Regions from separate parts of the Mus musculus genome. Here region 2 is linked to region 1. A link is a contact called in public promoter capture Hi-C data. All regions are on one chromosome and are shown on one strand. Each heading gives the region's core, a stretch centred on a gene start, on an enhancer-like site or on the middle of the called end of the contact. The rest is flanking DNA. Distances are from core to core; before and after follow the strand shown.

Region 1 (3,616 bases), core at 1,023-3,522:
TAAAACAGTAAAAAAACAGCATAAGTGTGGGAAACCTTACAACTCCCGGATAAGGACTCCGCCCTCCTCTAGATGCCTGCTCCATCCTAAGTCCATTCTGGCCACTTCCATCAATCAAATAGTATATATCACAGAACACATTTACAAAGTCAAGAGATGAAATTACAAAACTGTAAAACTACTTACAAATCACTTAATAAAAAGTATCAGTAAACATTTTTTTCTAAGAAAATGACAACTTAAGATGAGAAAATAGCATAAAAATCCATTTTAGAAAGAAATATAAATGTTCATTGAATATTATTACAGTCTGAGTTCATCAGGCTCAGGAGATCGCTCAGTGCAAGTGGCCATGCAAGTGTGCAGACCTGAGTTCAAATCTTCAGAAACCACATTAAGGCCAGACAGAGAGCCCAGGCATCTGTAAGGAACACTTCTACGGGACGGGGAGGCACAGGTGAGAGGCTGTCTGGAACGTCCTGGGCAACGCCAGCTAGCATGGCCTAAACACTGAACAGCCACAGATACCAGTCTCTAACAGGGTGGAGCCATACAAATATCCACTCGCGCGCGCGCGCGCGCGCACACACACACACACACAGAGGTTAAGTCCATGAAGAATTCAGGAAGTGTACTCTAAGTAGCACCGTGCTACCTTCAACTACTACATTGAAAATGGCCACAACTCTATGTTTTTTTGTGGCTTTAATAAATAAATTGCTGGTGAGATGTGTGCTGACAGATCATCATGAAAACAATCGATAGCAATGTGCATTTGCCATAGTAAAACTGTATCTTGGTGAATATGGCAAAATTATGCCATTAGTAGGAACAGTGGCCTACTCCTATGCTTGACCAGAGAGCTGACCACTTAAAACATAAACCAAGGGATCAACGTGGGCAGTGTGCTCCCTAAAATACAGCTCCCTGGTTAATAGTCTCACTCTAGCCGGGAAACTTTTCCTAACCCCACTACAAGAATACAAGAAGCACAGCTGTCTTCTCTTACACCTCTGACCCAGCTTGTCAATACTTGTCTGACAATACTTGTCAGCACTGTCCCTGGTAGTTTTTGGTCACCCCCTTCCACCCCCTCACATAGAGGGAAAAATATTTACTTGTTTTGTGAGCAAACTTTAGTGTATATTTTCCTTTCCAAAAATATTTATCATCATCATCATCATTATGAGTGAATATATCCATTGGGTCACAGGCCTTAGGATTCCCCTGGAGCCGGAGTCACACGTAGTTGTGACCTATACAATTTGGGTGCAAGAAATGAACTCACAGCCTCTTGCAAGAGCATTGACAATCTCTTAACTGCTGAAACTATTATCTACTCCCACCGGAGTAGATAGGGTCTTTAGGCAGATCTCTTTTTATTTGTTTACATTCCAAATTGTTTGTTTGTTTGTTTGTTTGCATCCCAAAGGATGTAATATGGCTGTAAGCAATTAAGAACTGAAGATCCTCAGCTCTGGCAGCTGTGCAATCGTAACTGCTTCCGTTTCTTTAGTAATGAAACGGTGAAAACATCATAGGTGTGGGAAACCTTACAACTCCCGGATAAGGACTCCGCCCTCCTCTAGATGCCTGCTCCATCCAAAGTGCATTCTGGCCACTTCCAGAGCGCATGGCTTATATCCTTTGCTTGTGGCTTCAAACTTCAGCCTTTATTTACATGCAAACAATCAAGAATTGTGAAGCTACGAAGTGAAATTCAGCTTAAATCACACTGAAAAATGCATGACTACAAGATGGACTAAATGTAATTGCCCTGGGAGTTAGAAAACTGCACGCACTAGCTTACACACTAACTTCTCTTACAGGGTGGAAACAGCCAGAACGCAACAGTCTATTTTAGACACTTTCCAAATCCTGTTCCTACTACAAAGAGTACGGAGGGAGGGGGCAATGACAATCTCTTGAGCTCGGTAGTACCGATAGCAGCATGGAAAACCAAGGTGAGCAGAAGACAGTAACCCCAAAATACAGGAAGCCCCCTCGACTGGGTGTACTCACGCAGCGCCCTTACCAAAGAACTGGGCCCGGGGTCCAAGAACCACGGGCGCGCACAGGTCTGCCGATGGGACGCCCAGGCTGAAGATCGAGAAGGGAGCCAGCAAGCACAGCCCCGGTGTAGGAGACTCGAACGCGGGTCCCGATCCCGCAGCCGCCAGCCTGGCCGGGAGACCGCAGTCACCTCCCGCAACCCGCAACCCGCTGCCCTGACTTCCAGCCGCGAGCACCTTCCCGGTTACACCCTAGCCCGCGAACCCCGCCACTCGACGAGCAGCCGCCTCCTCCAATCGCCGCCGCTGCTCGATGGGCCTGACGGCTGGGCGGAGCTATGGGGCGGAAAACCCGCCTCCCACAAGGTCGGTTGAGAAGTCGCCCGCAGTTGCAAGAGCGCGGCTGTTCGAAGAGGGCGCCAGTGGCGGCGGGAAGCTTCCCGGAGCCTCCATTGGGGAAATAGTGAGCCAATCACAAAAGCCTCCTAGAGGACTACGGTTGCTTAGATACGGCGGACTGTTTGCCCTCCCAGAGGTTAGCTAGGACATTCCTTTTTTTCCCCTTACACGTCTAAGTTTCATCCAATGGCCCTTTTTGCTCTCTGAAGTGCCACTGCCAGCCCTGGTCGTTGTTAAATTTGGCATCATCTTCAGACTTGGCTGGTTAAGATTTGTGTTTCTTTACTGATAAAACTGGAGGAGCTCCCAGGTGCCTCCTCCCTAAAACTCGAATTTCCGCGAATGTTCTTAGATGTTAGCCTGTCGTTAAATCCCATTATATCATCGAACTTGGAGATCGCAAACACAATGGATAAATATCACTTTGGCTGTTCAATTTTAATGTGTGTCTCTTGATTGGCTTGTTGAGGGTGGCTGGACCTGGCATGTTCGAGACCTGAGTTCTGGAACAGTTGCTGTCTCTGGCTTCTTTGGTAAGAAGGGCTCTAGTGCATGCCAAGAACTTGGTGACTTGGATGCCCACATCTTTTTAAATCTTTCCCCTGTGTACCGTGTGGAGTAAGATACTTGTCCAAGGCTCTTCCAAATCTGGCTGTTTGCTAAGTCTGCCACCTGCATCCTATCCTTGTACGGCTGACATTGACCCTCAGCTAGGGGTCTGATACAGAATAAGAGCTTGAGTGAGAGAAACAGAACCAAGTCACAAGGCTGCACTACCAATAGTTCTGGGATGGCTCCTGTTTCCCCTCCTCCCACCCCATCTCCTGGGCTGCTTTTCGAGTCAATTGCCCCACCTCTCACCCACTCAGCCCTCGAAACACATGACGTCACTCAGTGGAACTGGATCTCCCTACCACTGTACACAGGGTGCATACCGACCCCAAGAGAAGATGGATTTCTCTTCTACTACGATCTGTTACCGTGTGTCTGCTTCACTGGTAGAACAATATGAACGTCTTGGGGGTATTCACTTGAGCATTTGTCTTCATGTTTCATGGCCCATGCTAGGCACTCAAAACAACTGTGTTAACTCATTAGTGAATAAATGAAGGAATGGGCAAATGAAGATGTTGGTCAAGAAAAGACTAATGAAAGGCCTTCGGGGAAATGGCACTTGTCGAAGGTGATCCAAGTATCGGCTAATG
Region 2 (3,566 bases), core at 761-3,260, 99 kb after region 1:
TCTTGCTCACCAGTGTTTATAGCCTCTCTGTTTGGCCCTTGAAGAGCTTTGATGACCTCCCTTTCTTCCCTGTTCTAATTTGTTCAGTCCCTGGGGACTGTGCTAGCCGTCACCTCCACCTCTCCGTGCCCTCTCCAGGACAAACCCCAAGCTTCCCCGAAGACCCCACAGTGACTTTGATCTACTCTTGCGCCTGTCCTGAATCAACCTTTCTACCATAGATACACCTTCTCATAAATCTCAGAACCCAGCTACACCCGGCTCCCCTGTCCCAGAGTCCCTGAGTACTCTCACAGATGCATCAATTGCTGAACATTGAAATGTCGATTCCAAAATAAATAAATAAATAAATAAAACCACGTCAAATCCCTTTTATACCACGTCTCAGTTGCCATCTTATCTGTCTCTATGAGAAGCTATGTCTGAGCCAACAGCTGCCTATGGGTTAGCAATGGCTCACACCCTTGGAGCAAAGTGGATCTGACTCTGGCATGTGTCAGATCCCTGTAGGAAATCTCTAAGGCCAACTCTCCCTTCGGTTGATCCAGCGGTATGTCTTGTAATCTAGAGCCCAGCCAGGTTAAATCGAAGTCCCCGCAGAGAGCACAGCTGCCCTTCCTGTGAGTGCTCAGGGAGTAGGCCTTAAGGGACTTACCCGCACACAGTAGTTCAGACCGTTCCCCAACAGGTGCTGCAGAGGGGGCCCGTCCTGCTTGCTCCTGGGGCTTGGTTCTCCAGGGCCAGGCAGTGGGCAAGTATCAGGACGCAAAGAGGTGGGCCTGCGTCCCACCTGGTCCGGATCCGGTGCAGGTGCAGGTCCAGTCCTGTTTAGATTGGATTCTGGGGACGCTGGACGGCTTGGAGTCTGATCCTGGTTCTCTTGGAGCTTCAACCGGCTCACCTGTTTCGTACCCAAGCAGAAGGTTTTCAGACCCAGAAAAGTGATGGGGTTGGCCAGCTTCATGCTTGCCATACGGGGAATCAAGGTGCACAGCGCCGTGGGGCTCTCCTGGCTGGACACAGTGGCATCCTCAGTCGGCAGGTGAGGGGCCAGGGCTGGGTAGGGAGGCGGCGACGAGCCCTTGTTTCCAACGGAGCCTCCGGGGCTCCCTTCGTCCAAAGACGTGATGGACTCGTTCCGAAAGCGGCTGTACTTGGTCCTGTGAAGCATCCCCAGGTGCCCAAAGAGTCCTACATACAGCGTGAGTCCTGCCTGGCTGTCCTGGCTGCGTTCTCGCATAGCCTTAGCAGTGCTGAGACTGGGCACCGCAGCCTAAAGTGCCTCGCAGTCCGGTAGACCCACGCCACAGTCACCTCTCCTGCTCTGGCGGTCACCAGCCCGGGTCCGAGACTGCTCAAGGATGACAGTCCCGGAGGACGCCTCCCCAGCTCTGATTGCAGGCCGGCCCTTCCAGGCCCTGGCAGAGGCCCCCGGAGCGCGGGGGGTGGGGTGGGGTGGGAGCGGGGGTGTCTTCGCCCCGGAGTCCCGTCCCCCAGGCTGGGGCAGCGGGTGCCACCACGCCTCTAGTCTTAGCAGAAATATTTACCCCCTTTTCCTCTGCGCACAGGAACTTTCAAACCTGCTCCCCTCCAGCTCCCACGGGGCGGGGCAGGGACTAGCCCATTAACCCTTTATTTGTTCCCGTGACTGTTCATTTCAAAGGGAAAAATAAAAAAGCGCATAAGAGTCAAAGGCCCTTCTGTATGGGCTGGGGTTATGACGGCTGCCCTCTCTCGGAGGATCTTGGTTCTGGGCCACCAGCCAGGAGTCCTAGCGACGGGCGCTGGTCTGCATTGTTCCTCCAGCTTGAGGTCCGGGCATCCTCTGTGTGGCTCGGGTCCGATCCCGGCCGGCCCACCCCTTCTCAGGGCGCCCTTCCCTCCTGTACTCTCCTGCAGGCTTTTTTCAGGAGGAGCCTGTGCACAGCAAAAGGCTGAGTTGAGCAGACGATACCCAGGCTGTTGAAATTTTTATGAATGAACTTTGCCGAATGAATTTCCCTCGTTGTGTGAGAGCTAATAAATCTGTGAATGGAGCCGAGAATAGCTGTAATTGACTGACCCGTTTGGGGCGGCGCGGGGGTGGGGGTGTGGGGGGTGCGATTTGGTTTTCATCCAATCAGGCTGCAGCTTCATGAGTCATGCACCGTGAATATACTAACTAGTAGCCGGGAGAAACGAAGCCGGGCAGAGAAAAGGGAGGGTAATATCTGATGAATGGGTTAAAAGTAAAGGCAATCTTTGCTCCTGGATCGTCAGTATGCTGGGAATCAGAAGGTTAAAAATCGATTTCCTTTCTTGTTAAGATGGGGAGGGGCGAGAAAGGAGCTAGAAATTAGATATATTGTTCCATGGACATTAGGGCATATGTTACACAAACAACTCTTGTTCAAAGCCTAGATTCGTTTTTCTTAGAAACGTTTTTTTTTTTTTTAATTGATTGCCGCCCCATCTTCTGTCTGATACAATTTCCTGAGCCCATCAAAGGCCCCGGGAAGACAACCGTAAAGGCTGAGCCCACAGGAAGCCTGAGCCCCAGCTGGGCAGAGGAAATGCAGGTTCATTCAGGAGCTGAGAAGAGCGGACTGCTGAGACCTTGGGGTGGGGGTGGGGTGAGAGTCTCCGGGAGGAAGCAGCTGAGGTTGCGTTTCTCTGTGAGCCTTGGCTCCAGTACCTGAGACTATTCATGATTTCGAATACTAAGGCAGCAGCCAAGAGAATCTGGGAAGAAGGCCACCTCACCTTCTCATTGACCACGGGCTCTCGAGTGCTCAGGACTTAGCCTGAACTCCAGGGCCATCCAAACACAGGTTTGAATGAAACCAGTGCAGGTGACTAGGAGACAAAGGCGCCTCGCCGCCGCCAAGCTTTTGTGCTTAGGCTCAGAACGGCTTGTTAGTATCCTGCCTGACAACTTTGTGAGCTTTTTCTATCCACTGGGAAGGCCTTTTGTGGCGTCCTATACCTTCCTTTCTGACTTTCTTTTTGCACCTCCACATTTGGCAAACACGAAAGGAATGGCTAAATCAGAACTCATATACCCGGAACCTAGGGAGACAGGATCAGGGGAGTGGAAGGTGGGAGGAGGAGGGAGTAAGACTGAAAAAATCCGCTAGTACCTCTACTGCTACGCATGCTTCTCTTTCATCTCTGCCTTCTCCTCTGGGTCCCACCTTACCGTATGCCATGCCACAGTAACATCCCACTACCTTGAGAGAAGTTCCTGTGAGTGGTAATGGCCTTGTCTGTGAGTGGCAGCTAATGAATGACGTGTGGGAGCATATGAAATAGCTACAGTCCCTGTAAAACATCCCCACAATGCTCCGGGAGAGTACCTGCATCTCCGAAGCATCCTGGGCAGCATTTTTTAAAAGGTTGCTGGAGAGATGGCTCAGTAGTTAAAAACGTGTACTGCTCTTGCAGAGGACCTGAAAGGGTTTGTGTCAGGTAGCTCACAGTACCTCTGGCTCCTGAGGATCTGATCTCCTCTTCTGGACTCCATGGCCACCTGCAAACACACACACACACACACACACACACACACACACACACACACACACACACAC

What was found. Promoter capture Hi-C pulls out the DNA fragments that hold promoters and counts their contacts.
Region 2: a contact with region 1 is called in a promoter capture Hi-C map of epiblast stem cells, with 6 times the contacts expected there. The contact joins the promoter of Shc4 here to the promoter of Cep152 in region 1. A contact is called at or near these places in 15 of 39 promoter capture datasets (the 3T3-L1 cell line, 3T3-L1-derived adipocytes, the C10 cell line and 10 more), 1 of 15 datasets of contacts at CTCF or cohesin (the NIH/3T3 cell line), 8 of 484 Hi-C or Micro-C datasets (CD4 T cells, the MC38 cell line, Sertoli cells and 4 more), 8 of 115 datasets of contacts at active chromatin or transcription factors (effector CD8 T cells, embryonic limb bud, embryonic stem cells and 5 more) and 3 of 9 other capture datasets (adipose tissue, liver and pancreatic islet).

What each region holds. Positions count from the first base shown.
Region 1 is chr2:125,622,841-125,626,456 of GRCm38.p6, forward strand. Cep152 (centrosomal protein 152) reads right to left here and starts at 2,273. Exons shown (of 28, transcript NM_001081091.1): 1 at 2,036-2,273.
Region 2 is chr2:125,722,138-125,725,703 of GRCm38.p6, forward strand. Shc4 (SHC (Src homology 2 domain containing) family, member 4) reads right to left here and starts at 2,011. Exons shown (of 12, transcript NM_199022.2): 1 at 656-2,011. The coding sequence starts at 1,240.